Regions from separate parts of the Mus musculus genome. Here region 2 is linked to region 1. A link is a contact called in public HiChIP or PLAC-seq data. All regions are on one chromosome and are shown on one strand. Each heading gives the region's core, a stretch centred on a gene start, on an enhancer-like site or on the middle of the called end of the contact. The rest is flanking DNA. Distances are from core to core; before and after follow the strand shown. Region 1 holds the start of 1700016J18Rik (a long non-coding RNA gene). Region 2 holds the start of Snx3 (sorting nexin 3).

Region 1 (7,157 bases), core at 267-2,766:
ATATACTCATTTTTCACCCACCATCATTCAGAAAGATGTTGAGGTTGAGTTAATATCAGATTACCAGTCATTTAATAACAAAACATTTGGAGAAGTCTGACTCTCCATGAAGGGTCAGATAGACACCTGTATTTATAAACAGCCACCAAGAGACCCAAATGGACTTGTATTTTATCATATCTCACAAACTATGAGATCAAAATGCTAGTTATGCTTTCTATACAACAGGCAATGTCCTTTTGCACAGTTGAGTCTGGTGACACACAAATGGGACTTCATAGGATAGATCCTGTTCCCAGTGAAAAATAATATTTAGTTTGGGATCCTAAACTTCATCAATGATTGAGTTTTCTTTGTCTGTGATGTGGGAAATCTTGTTAAGCACTTGGAAAACCTTTACTCAGTGTTCCAGGTGTCATTTCTCATCAAAGGTATTAACTGTGCAAAATAGATACAATTTAGTTATTCTTTACAAGACCCTTGGCACCATGGAATACGGCATTTTCCCAGTGTTGACAACACTTGCTGATAATCCCTATGTTTATATACCGTAGTGTAAATTTAGAGCTTATGCCTCGCTTGTATTTCACAAGTGTTACCCAATGATCCAGTGTAGACGCAAACAGAGTTTGAATTAGAAACATATACACAGGACTCTTTTTTTTTTCTTCCCCTGTTGGGTTGTAGTGATTCAGTAAGAACACACAGCGACTAGCCATAGCAACCCAAGACTTAAATCGCTCCTTCCTGATCTCACCTTGGGTCCCTAGTTGCTCTGTTGTGAGCTCGCTCTACAAACGGTTGAGTGCTGCCCAAATGCAAGGAGTTAATGATATCCAACAGGTTAACATTCACTGCTACATTCACAGCTCTTCACATTTATTTTGCTACGGCCCACGATTCAGCTATTCACACACAGGGATAGCACTCTCTGCCTGAAGCATAAGAGATGAGATGCTAAGGAACCGTTCCAGGTGGACGTTGACGTCTATAATCAATAACCGACTCTTTCCCAAAACACTACATTGTTCCTCTGCCAGTTGTTTAACAGTCTTGGAGATCCTACGGGGAGAAACAAACATGGTTGAACATATTGCTAATGTAAAAGAAGACTCCCCTCCACCCATTCTTGCCTTTCCCCTGTGGGTATGCTCCTGCCCGCGCTCCCGCACGGGCCCTCGCCACGCCTCGACGCTGCTACGCGTGCGTGGCTAGAGGGATTGGCGCAGGCTCAGTGGCGGAGAGTGGAGCAGGGCCGCCCCGCCCCGCCCCGCCCCGCCCCGCCCCTCCTCCTGGTCCCTGCTGCCCTGCGAGAGCGGGAAGGCCGTCACACTCCGCCGGGGTCTAAGTGTCTAGCGCTTGTCACAGGTGTTTTGAGTCGAGCCCGGATTCCCCAACCAGCACCTACTCCAGCGCATCCCGCTTCGCTCTGCGGCGTCCTGGATCTGTAGGCTGACCGCTCGGCCTGCAGCGAAAGGTGGTTTGTGTACGGTTACCATGGAGATGCTAGCCAGCAGGGCAAAGGCGGTGCGCGGGAGGGCGGGAGGGCGAGGTGAGGATGCTGAGGCGCTCGGCCCTAACCTGGACCGGTGAAGGAGCGGGCTTTTCCGGGAGTGGGAGAGCAGCTGTGCGTGCGGGAGGTGAGGAGTCCCCTGCAGGTTCACCAGGGACCCCTCCTGCAGTCTCTCTTCTGTTCCCAGATAGGGTCGAGGGGTGCTGCTGCATACTCTCGGGGTCTGCACAGGAGTCAGCTTCTGTAACTGTGAGCATTTAGTCAGTTGCCTGGTATTTAACAGGAGTAACCAGTAACACTGGTTGAATGAGAGAGTGATAGACTAAGGGACTCTGTGGAGGCAGGCCACAAGAACAAACTAGGATTTTCCTAGGTAACAAATGACTCCTCAATAAAGTGTATGTGGAACAATATTAATTACACCGTATGTATACAGAATGCCCCTTACAACCCATGCCACAAGTATTACCGCAGGTTCTTCCATCCCGACATCATATTCTTTTCGTTTGGTAGAAAATAAGTCACACTATATGTATCCCATTTTTGTAAATCCCTAAGGTTTTGACTAGCAGTTTGCATAGATTTGGGATAACTGACATTCAGATAAAAACGCTGGGTTTTTTTGTTTGTTTGTTTTTATTTTGTTTTTAAATCAAGGATGGTATTCTCTAGTTGAAAATTTAAATTTATGATATGCATGAAAACATTGGACAGATAGTCTCTTTTGTGACTTCTCTTGTTGGTGAGTATTTTCATTCTAGGAAGATCTTTCTTGACCAGCCAGCACTTGGACAGTACTTCTTAGTATTGTAAGAGCTAGCTAGCATCGTGCTAAAGCATTTGGACATTTCATGCAATGCTGAAAGCTGCCCTGAGAGTTGGTCATTATCCATGCTTTTTTAACAGAAGAGAACTCGGGTATAGAGATGTCTAATGCCCTTCAAGGTCACAGAGCTGCAGATCCTCGGGGGACTTAACACTTGCTCTGACATCTAAGCACTTTTCTTGCACCTGTTTGGATGCTCATTTAATGCCAAAGTAATTCAGTCATGGAAAGAGCCCTGAGTGTTTGATTTGCTGGGGAAAGAGGGTGCACCAGCAAACCCTATGTCGGCAATGTTGATGGGCAATGTTGTCTTTAACATGAAGGAGGTGGCTCTGGTGGCTGTTGGTAGCAAACAGTAGAGATAGGGGTTTTTAAAGATATATTTATTCTTGTTTTATGTGTATGAATGTTTGCCTGTGTGTATGTGTGTGTACAGTGTGCCTGTAATGCCCTCTGAGGCCAGAAGAAGAAAGTAACACATGCAAATAACACGTGGGTCTGGAGAGATGACTCAGTGGTTAGGACCACTGGCTGCTCTTCTAGAGGACCAGGGTTTGATTCCCAGAACCTACACAGTGGCTCACAAGTCCAGTCCCAGCGAATGCAGTATTGTCTTCTGGCCTTGGCAGGCACTGCATGCTTGTGGTGCATTGACATATCCACAGGCAAAACACCCATACACATTAAAACAGCAACAACAAACCCGTTTGGGTGTTCCCCATCGTCCTGCAGATGATGTTCATCCTGTAGTGGTCGCATCTGATACCACAGACCAAACAGTGAGATGCAAGCGACAACTTAGCCTCCCTCTTCTTTCCAGAGTTCACAACTCTTCTGGTTTCTTCTGAAAGGGCTCCTGGCCTCCCTCTGACCCCTGTGGATCTGTCCATTCTGTGTTGTCTCTGACTGTCCCCTCTGTTCTTGGTGCCCGTCACCCTTGATGTCACTGTCTCTCCGGAGTCATTTGTCCAGTCCCACACGTTTGAGCAACAGGGAAGGGAGAGGCGGCTATATTTGAATTCCTGTTGCCACAGGGCTTCACAGATCAGATGCTGTCAGAAATAAACTGCAATGTACCTTTATAATCGACTACAGCACATATCTCCAATTAAAGACACCACATAGCCTTCATCCGGGAATTTCTCAGCTCAGGTGTATTTAGCCTTCGGTTGTGCCCCTATGGAGGGCTGGGATTCAGAGTCCGAGGGTAGGAAATAGCACTGGCAGTGTGAGCAGTTAGTTCTAACACTGTGGACAGAGTTAAGACAGAGGCCAGTTAGGGACCTCACAGCAGCTGTACAAAGGCCATTAAACCTGGGAAGGTTCCTGGAGAAGTGACTCCCGGGTAGATGGAGAGGAGCAGTTATATATAAACTTACCAGTTCTGTCCTTTTCCTCCCTCTCTTTTCTCCTTCCAGCCCACGCTTGCCAAATCCCATCAACCAAATCAAGTTCTTCGATCTGCGCATCAGCTTGTGTTTTGTGTCTTACCGCCATGTCGCCCTCCCTCTGGTCCCCACATGACTTTATGCTTGGAGTGTGCTGCGCCATGCATACCCACTGTGCTCATGATTCTTTTTCTTGGCTCACCCACTTTTTTTCCTCCCCCCGGGGACACTGTCACATCCTCAAAGTTAGCCCATTTTTCTGAACCTAGCTCAAGTGCTGTTACCTCCACAAGCCTGCCAAGGTCTCTCTCCCAGTTTGAAATCATTTCTAGTTGCAACCCACAGCCTCCAAACATGGCCGCCCATTGTCTAAGTCTATGATAACTTGACCATCTGTCCTGGGCGTATCGTAGCCTTCCCTTCACTAATGCTATGAGTCTACCTACCTCATAGAATTGTCACAAGCTTTGTTGAAATGATGAACTCAAGAGATGTCAGCAGACTGTTTGGTATTGAAGTCAGTGCTTCACTGACATTAGCAATCAGCTTGCTCAGAGCAAAGATGGAGTTTATTAGTCTCTGTGTTTCCAGAGACCCAGATTTGGGGGGGGGGAGCTCTGCCTGTAGGAAACATCATTGCTATATCAGTTGATCACCTCTAGTAGAGTGAGCTTGCTCCCGTTGGCAGGAAGGCTTTTATAAAATTAAGACTCTATAGTGTGATTGTGTTATGGTTCTGGGATGCTCTGTTGTAAATAGATGTCCAAGTCTTAGCTAATTATTTTTCAAGTTGACAAATTCTGTTGGTAATAACTTGTAACTTAACCACTGTAAAGAGCTTCATCTTTACCAGAAGAACCACAATTATAGCCAGTTTACACGTACTAGTAAATGTTTCCAAGTTGGATTTATCTGATAATGTTAACATTAATGTAATAACCAAAGAGAAATGGTACAGGTCATATTATTGTACCCGTGCTCCCTAAATAAAAAAGTGGGACTTGGGAGGAGACAGAAAGTTGTGAACAGGTATGCACTGTATTGTTATTATTTTCATGCTTATGGATGTTTTTCCTGCATGTCTGTCTGTCTGCTGTGTGCATGTAGCTTTCAAGGAGGTCAGAAGAAGGCACTGAATAACCAGGGACTGGGGGTGCAGACAGGTGCAGTGCGATTCACCGTGTTGATGCTGGGAACCAATCCCTGGTCGGCTGGACCATCGCTCCAGCTCTCACACTATTCTTTTAAACCCTCTACCTACATTTTTTTTTCCTCACAGATATTTGGTCAATCTGATTACCTGTAGCGCCCTCCTATGTTTGTTTGTTTGTTTGTTTGTTTGTTTGTTTGTTTTGAAACAGGGCTTTTCTGTGTAACAGCCCTGGTTGTCCTGGAACTCTCTTTGTAGACTAGGCTGGCCTTGAACTATCAGAGATCTGCTTGCCTCTCCTCGAAAATGCTGGGATTAAAAGCATGTGCCACCATGCCTAGCTTGTGCTCGAATATTTTACAGAACTCTTAGAAAAGGACCTGAGTACTTGCTCAATTGTTCTCTGTACTTTTCGATACAAACTGAAAACCAGCCAGAAAAAAACTGTGGGCCAGGAACAAGAAGGCTTTATTACTCCCCAAAGCACTCTGTTGAATTTTTATTAGTTTTGCCTGATTCCCTTTGGGCATTGCTGGACTCATTAGTGCCATGTGAGGCCAAAGGAGTAGACACAACCTGATTTAGTGTCTGGAAAGAAACCTCTTAACTGCATAGAAACTTCTCACTTAGTCTCATGATTTCAAATTAGCACACAGCTCCTGTTTCCTTTTGTGGGTGTCAGGGGTCGAAATCGGGCCGTTCACATTCTAAGTGCACACTCCACCACCGAACTGCACCCCAACCCTTGTGAGGAGAAGAGTCTTCTAAAATCGAGTCAACAAACCTGCCATGACCACTTAAGTTGTATTCTGTGAGGCTGACTTTTTTATATCATATAGCAAAAATAATATACATATGTATATATTAATTTACATGAGATGTAAATAAATGTATACATGTATATGTATATCTGAAGTATTTTATATATTTCCAAACAAGTCTCATTAAAAATAGTTGATAATCTAATCCTATCAGAAGTGCTAGGAATAAAATGTCCTGGGCCTGCCATAGTTTTTAATAGTTGTGTTAGTATATAGGATTCCAGAGTCCTTGTTTAAACTTAAAATCCTGAATTAAAAAGGTCTCCTAAAGCAGAACTAAGTGCTCAGGGAGGGACTGCAGCCTTAGGGCTGCACCTGGTGTTCTGTGTGGGAAGAGTTACATTGTGTGCTCAGAAACATGGGTAGCGCAGACTAGAACTAACATTGAATGTTTCTGTCTGTAGTTGTGTGAAACACAATGTTACAGCTCAATGTAAAGGGTCATGATGTAGCAGAGTTCTCTGTCTAGGGAACCCCTTACTCAAGGAAGTGGGATCTTTTCTGTCTTCTGTGTCCAGTCCCCATCCCATTTTGCTCAAACCACCCCTCCCCCTTTCTTCTCAGTACAAACCAGCTGAAATACCTGAATAATGTACAGGTTTCTGTCTCTCTGGAGCTGCATTGTTTAGGGTTAGTGGTTTTTGTTTTTAAAAAATGAGAGATTTTATTTAAAATAATGAACAGCTTGATACCAGAATAAGTTTTTTTTTTTTTTTTAATCTGGACCACTGTCAAGTTAGGCTGGTCTCTCTGGGCCACAAGGAACCATTGTCATGTTAGGTGGGTCTCTGTGGACCACGAGGAACCACTGTCATGTTAGGCGGGTCTCTGTGGGCCACATTGTTGTGTGAGAAGGGTCTGCAATCTCCAGGTCCTGCCACATGGCTTTCAGTCTTTGAGCAAGATAGGCTGGGAAATGAAAACTAGATATTAATATTTAGTATTTATCCACTATGAACAATATCTTAAATTGAAGATGATTTGAATCAATTCATTCCAAAATAAAATAGACAGTACAGGAGTGAGCCATTCTTGGGGGTGGGGGTAAGAAAAGCAAATGAAGTTTGGTAGGACACTAATCTAGCCTTATGTAAACCCTTTTATTGGGGTGGGGTTGGGGAAGGAAAAAAAGCTTAGTTGAAAGTTTTGACAGAACTTCCCACACTTTCAGTAGGTTTATGGATACGAGATGAGGGTTGGATCTGGGGCTGGGGCTGAGTAGAGGAACATTCACCTGGCAGCAGTAGACTCTGGCTTTGGTCCGTGTGTGTGTGTGTGTGTGTGTGTGTGTGTGTGTGAGAGAGAGAGAGAGAGAGAGAGAGAGAGAGAATAATGATGTTGGGTCCGGGTCCTTTTTATCATTTTTTCTTCCCTGGACATCTTTTCCCTAATTGCATAACAGCACAACTGTGCAGCTCATAATTTTGATAGCTATTCTCTCATCTTTGCCCTCTAACTG
Region 2 (6,688 bases), core at 3,293-5,792, 480 kb before region 1:
ACGTCTTTAGAATGGTGAATGTTATCAAGCTGCTACTCGAGACAAGGTCTCCCTATGTAGTCCTGGTTGGCCTGAAACGCCCTAAGTTGACCAGGCTAGCCTCTGCCTCCTAAGTGCTAGGATACCCAGCCATTTTGCTACTTCTATCGAGCACCTCACTTGTTAAGACGATCAATGTTGGTATTAAGCTTTAAACTTTAATGTCAATTTCAAATAGCTATTTAGTTAGGTACAAAACAAGATGGCTTCTTTTTGTATCAGACTTGTCTCAAAGAAGATAGACGTTCATGCCAAGTGTGTTTCTGATAATAAGGCAATCCATTTTAGTATCAACTTCAAGTTAACACTCAAAAATGTAGTTGCCTGCTGACCTTTCATTTAGTAGGTATTTATATTTAAAAGGGGCCAGACTTGGTGTGAGTATTGGGTGTCAGTCACTGGAAGGCAGGTGTGACTACCAAGGGCTTCCTTCATGGAAAGGGAAGTAGAACCTTAATTTTTGGTACCTCATTCTACTAGGAAATGGTATTTATTTTTTAATCCAAGGCTAGCTAAAACCTCAAGAAGGAATCTCAATTTTCTCCAGGTACAATAGTAGAGTCTAAATTATTGAAAAAAATCCCCAAACTATTAACAAACTTCATTTGAGCAGTGGCTGAGTTTCCTTTCCAGCCGTCTCTTTAATATGCCGAATAATCTGGACCCTACACTTTCCCAGACCTTTAATCATTTACAGTGCTCGCTGCTGTACCTACCCATTACGACAATTTAAAAAAACAGTAACACTGTGCCAATTATTTTCAGAAGCCCAGAGATACTAATCAAGAGATCCTAATAGTCTTAAACACTGTTCTCAAAGAGAAAAGATAAATGGAGATTGGGAAACTTGTATTCTAAAGTGCCACCATCTAGATGAAATTACCCTGTGAATTGGAGCAATTTCAATCAGTCCCTATAAAACTGAACATTTTCTCAAGGCTAGAATTAGAGTTTAACTGTAAGATAGTTTAAAGGCCCAAACTCTGAAAAATAAAATGGCTTCCTCCATGGTAAATACAATGGCGAAAGGCAAGCAGTGGAAATGAGGGAGAGTATCAACAGTTTAGAATAGCAATAAACAAAATTTGTTCTACCTTCCCTCCTATCCTGGAACTACACAGACCAGCCTGCCTGCCTCTGCCACTCAAGTACTGGGATTAAAGGCATGAGCTACAACCCATCCTACCTTCATACAAGATCATCATTACTCACAAATATCGTATGCTGCTTAAGTAAAGCCTAGTGTCTTACTACATGGTGTCCTGAGTTTTCTCTCAGTCAATACATTATATACTAAGAATAACTCCAACATTTTCTAAGCATTAGAACCTCAATTATGTTTTATTGTTGGAGGCTGGAGAGATGGCTCAGCCATTAAAGTCTAGGCTTAGAACCAAAAATATAAGAGTTTAGTTCCCAGCACCCATGGCTGTCTCTCCAGCCACACACACACAAAAAAAAAAAAAAAAAAAAAAGAAAAGAAAAAAAGAAAAAAGAAAGAAAGAAAAAGAAAGAAAGAAAAAAAGAAAGAAGAGAAAAAGAAAACAATGTTTTATTGTTGGGTACCATACTTCTAATTAACATACAACACTCACTAACATACAACCAACTGCCTCATAATAAAAAATAAGCCGGGCGTGGTGGCACACACCTTTAATCCCAGCACTCGGGAGGCAGAGGCAGGTGGATTTCTGAGTTCGAGGCCAGCCTGGTCTACAGAGTGAGTTCAAGGACAGTCAGGGCTACACAGAGAAACCCTGTCTCGAAAAACCAAAAAGAAAAGAAAAAAAAAGAAACAAGAAAAAATAAAGCAGAGTAAGTATACAGTTTATTTAATTATCTAACTCACTAATCACTCTTAAAAAGGACTGTTTTCTACGTCCGGAGCCAGGCCGTTCGTTCATAGTTATATCCCAATGTCATATTCACTCTTTGGAAATAAAGGCTCGAGTATTTTAGGAAAGAGTCATCTACTAGGATCCCTTAACGACTACTCAGCAAGATAAGCACTGACTCTCCTTATGTGGAGGAAGTGAGGGCGGATCCAACTCAACTGGGACAGGAAGCAGTAGCCATGGAAGTTCAGAAACAGGAATACCAAGTTTCATGCTAACACAGGGAAAAACATGCTGGTGAATAAAGGCAAAAGAGGAAGTTCTTTTTTGTGACAGGCCATATATTAATGACAAAAATCATCCCCAAAGCTAAAAAGAAAAAAAAAAATCACCTTTTAAAAATTTTATTAGGTTTTTTTTTTTTTTAAAGTATGAATGTCTATGTGCCACGTGTCTGAAGGTGCTCAAAGGGACCAGAAGAGGGCATTGGAACTCCTGAACCTGCAGTGAGAGGTGTGTGAGCCACGTTATGTGGGTGCAGGGAACTGAACTCAAATCCAAATCAATTAAGTGTTCTTGAGCACTGAGCTGTCACCCTAGCACCGAAAATTATCCCCCTTTAAAACAGGCTTGGGTAAGAATTTATTTCCCTAGGTCCACGGAAGCCTGAATTTTGCAATCTTCAGAAAACAAGATACTAATTTGGCTCATGTTTTACACATCTATACAGTTCAATGAGTAGCCTGAAAAACCAGGCCATTTAAGCTTAATATCTCAAAAGTTTGATGATCCAAAGACAGAGAGACACACAACTTTTAATTCCAGCAGTTGGGGCCAGCCTGGTCTACATAGTAAATTCAAGGCCAGTCAGGAGCCTACATATGAGATTCTATCTCATAGGGGAAAAAAGTTTGATTAGTTCAACCATTCTTTAAAAGTGTGTAAGTTTCACAAGCTAAATATATACAGCACTCCTGGGCCGTACAACTTAAAAATGACTAGGATGGCAAATTCTGTTTACCACACAAAAAGTGCTTACTTTAATAAGAAATTCCTTCACATAAAAGCTAATGTTAAGCTGGGCGTGGTGGCGCATGCCTTTAATCCCAGCACTCGGGAGGCAGAGGCAGGCGGATTTCTGAGTTCGAGGCCAGCCTGGTCTACAGAGTGAGTTCCAGGACAGCCAGGGCTATACAGAGAAACCCTGTCTCGAAAAAAAAAAAAAAAGGCTAATGTTAACAATGATCATGAGTCCTCTAAGGCCAAAATTCTCATGGTTACTATTTAATATTTAATTTTTAGCAATGAATTAATTTAATAAGTTTTTTTTTCAAATGTGGAAAAACCCTTCCATCCTGCTCTACAGAGTAAAAAAAGCAGTACTTTCATTTAGTGTCCCTCGAATCATCTAAATTACTTACTGCCAAAACCCCATTAGTTATGGGATTCTAAGAGTACGTTTCTACTTCACCCTATTCCTTTTTTCAGTTGAAGTGAAAAAGCTAAAGCCAGACACTTAGATGAGTAGGGTTCCCTAGTCCCGGGCAGTTGCTTTTTTGGACACTGAGGAAGATGACATTCCACACACCTAGGCCTTCAGCAGGACAGCCAAGCATGCTAAGGTCAACCATTTCTCATCGCTGCTAACCGCTTGGTTGAGCCCTACCACAAAAATCTGACGCGCTCCCGTGAACTCGCCATCAAGTTCTGCTCACAGACGTGTACGGCCCAGGATACTCTTACTGTAGCTTGAGACAGGCCTGGAAAGAGCAGCTAAGCTTGGCTTCACTACGTCTTGGTAAGCGTCCAGGAAAAAAAAAAAAAAGAGACAGGGAGGGAGAGAGGGCTTCAACTTTGCGCACACACGCCCCCCTCCCCCTTTCTTCCTCAGTCACACCTAGCTCTCTTTTCGGAGAACAGTGTTCTCGAAAGATCTACCTCTTCAACTCAAATGTCAAGCCCAGATCAGCTGCCTGAGATCTCGGCTAGCAGAGCTCAACCCACGCCCTCGTCTTCCAGCACCTTCTACCGGAGCCAGCGAGCTGGTCCCCATACAAACTGTCCACGGAGAGCGAGCGAAACCCTGGCTCACGCCTCCGCCCGCAGACAAGCTGCCTCGCAGGGGCGTCTGGCCTGGGCGGCCGCTGAGACCTCAAGGCCCCGCGCCGGGGTCCGGCGGGACTTGGCGGCCCCGGAGCGAGGGATGCGGGAGAGGGGCGGACGCCTCACCTTGACCCTGATCTCGTAGGTGGTGAAGCGGCCCCGGCCGACCCCCACGGTCTGCGGGTTGCTCACGTCGATCTCGAGGAAGTTGCTGGGCGGCCCGTAGGCGTCATTCAGATTCTGCGGCTTGGTGATGAGCCGCCGGGTGTCCGCTACCGTCTCCGCCATTTCGCTGTCGCCGCGGCAGCCGCGGGCTTCTCTCCACCGCCTTCCGCCAACGCCACCGCCGCCCGCCGCGGGGACTCCCGGCTCGCGCGCAGCGAACGGAGACGAACGAGCACGTAGGACGGGTGGGCGTTCGTTCCGCGCGAAGCTCCGCCCCAGGCTGCTCGGGCTTCCGCCCTCTGCCCAGGGAGAAACAGCTGACTGGCCTGAACGCCGCGCCCGGTTCGCAGGCCCCGCGGCGGCCCCGAGGGACACTGCGGGGTGGGGCTGAGGCGCGGCGGCGTCACGGGACTGTGGGCGCCAAGGATATGGGGAGACTACAATAACCACAATGCCTCGGGCGAGCGCGCCGCCGCCGAGTGACGCGCAGGCGTAGTAGGGGAGCTCTGGGGAGGAGGTGTGGGTTTCCGGCTTTTCTGACCCAGCTTCTCTGCGGGGAGGGACTCCGGAAACGATTTTAGCTGTTCTGGCGCAGTGAAGGCAGTCGTTGGGACGGCAGGGAGGAGACAAAACTGCCTATGCTGTAAGACAGCCAATCCAGTGCATCACTGTGATCCCTGGAAATTCATTTCTAGAAACCTTTAATAAACGTCTCAAATGAATCAGTACACATCTGTAATCCTGACCTTTGGCAAATGGAGAGCGGAGAATCAGGAGCTCGAGGCCAGCCTGGGCTACATGAGACCTTATCTTTAAAAACCAAGGGAGAGCCGGGCGGTGGTGGCGCAGGCCTTTAATCCCAGCACTTGGGAGGCAGAGGCAGGCGGGTTTCTGAGTTCGAGGCCAGCCTGGTCTACAAAGTGAGTTCCAGGACAGCCAGGGCTATACAGAGAAACCCTGTCTTGAAAAAAACACAAAACAAAACCAAAACAAAACAAAAGGCTTTTTAGCCAGGCGTGGTGGAGGCAGAGGCAGGCGGGATTTCTGAGTTCTAGGCCACTGGTCTACAGAGTGAGTTGACAGCCAGGGCTACACAGTAGCCCTCAAAAAACAAACAAAAAATGATGATGTAACTCAGTTGGTAGATTGATTGCCTAGGATTCATAAAGTCCTGGGTCCAGTCCCCAAGAAGGACATTAATCCCGGCATAATGTAATGCCAGCACTCAGAAGGCTGAGACTCAGAAGTTTCAAGGTCACCCTGTTCTACACTGATAGATTCGAAGCAGTAAATAAGGGAGTGGAATTTTTTAAACCTGATAAGCTCAAACTAAGGTCAAACAGTGCCTAAAGACTGGTCTGGCCCCTGAAATAAGAAAGCAAAATAAGAAAGACAAGATGAAGGCCGGGAACCCTGTCTGGGTAAGCGGCCACTCTTGTTTCCCACAAATCCTGGTAAATGTGTTTTGTTTTTAAGCGGTAAATCTCAAATTGTACTTGGAATGCTACTTAGAGAAGCCTTTATACAAAATGGAAAAAAGGACCAGGGAAAGACTCAGGAAGCTGAAGGGAGACAGGAAGATAGGGGAGTGCCAAGAACCAGGATACCAGGAGCTAGTGCATCCGGTTGTCAACCCAATACCTGAACAAAGCCATTACGTGGCCTAGGCAGCGTCACGTGACCTTAGAGTCCCTTCAAGTCAGCCTACAAAAACAGCAGTGTAGCACAACCATAAAGCTAGCAAGTTCCAAAGTTAGTTTATTTCCAGAGTACAGGAGAATACAGATCTGAAAAGAGTTGGAGATACGGGCTACTGATTAACAGTGCTTGTCGTGCAAGTACGAGGACCTGAGTTTGGACCCCCAAATTCATGCAACAACAAGACTTGCAGTACCAGTAACTACAACACTGTGGGGGTGAGGTGGGGTGGGGTGGGGTGGGGTGAGGAGATAGGGGAGTCACTCAGGTTTTGAAAACTCTTAGCCTGGGTTGGGGTGGGGTGAGTTGGGGTAGAGAACTACAAAACAAGGAGCTCCAGGCTCAGAGAGACTTGATACTTCAGAGAAACAACTAAGAGTAATGAAAGAGTACATGGATGCTGGCTTACACACAACATGCTTGAGTGCCCTCCCACACACACACACATACACACATAGACACATACACACACATATACATACATAGACACACACATTCACACACACATACACACATACAGACATAGACACACACATACACACACAGACATAGACACACACATACACACACAGACATAGACACACACATACACACACAGACATAGACAGACACACATATATAGACACACACATATACACACATACACACGTAGACACACATAGACACATACATAGACACAGACACACATACATAAACACACACATATACACACATGCACACACATAGACACACACCTACACACACCATGCTTGCTACACACACATAGACACACATAGACACACCATAGTGCACATACATACAGGGGAGAGAGAATAATCTAGAATTAAAGAGAATACAGTGGCTAAGTG

The links. HiChIP or PLAC-seq counts read pairs in DNA pulled down with a chosen protein or histone mark.
Region 2: a contact with region 1 is called in an H3K4me3 HiChIP or PLAC-seq map of bone marrow-derived macrophages, with 3 times the contacts expected there. The contact joins the promoter of Snx3 here to the promoter of 1700016J18Rik in region 1. A contact is called at or near these places in 4 of 39 promoter capture datasets (embryonic stem cells, liver, neutrophils and 1 more), 4 of 115 datasets of contacts at active chromatin or transcription factors (bone marrow-derived macrophages, embryonic stem cells, large pre-B cells and 1 more) and 1 of 9 other capture datasets (liver).

The regions. Positions count from the first base shown.
Region 1 is chr10:42,012,513-42,019,669 of GRCm38.p6, reverse strand. 1700016J18Rik (a long non-coding RNA gene) reads right to left here and starts at 1,516. Exons shown (of 3, transcript XR_871596.3): 1 at 1,409-1,516; 2 at 758-1,062. It overlaps Armc2 (armadillo repeat containing 2), which reads left to right and starts at 1,288. Exons shown (of 18, transcript NM_001034858.3): 1 at 1,288-1,477.
Region 2 is chr10:42,499,908-42,506,595 of GRCm38.p6, reverse strand. It overlaps Snx3 (sorting nexin 3), which reads right to left and starts at 4,542. Exons shown (of 4, transcript NM_017472.4): 1 at 4,104-4,542. The coding sequence starts at 4,265.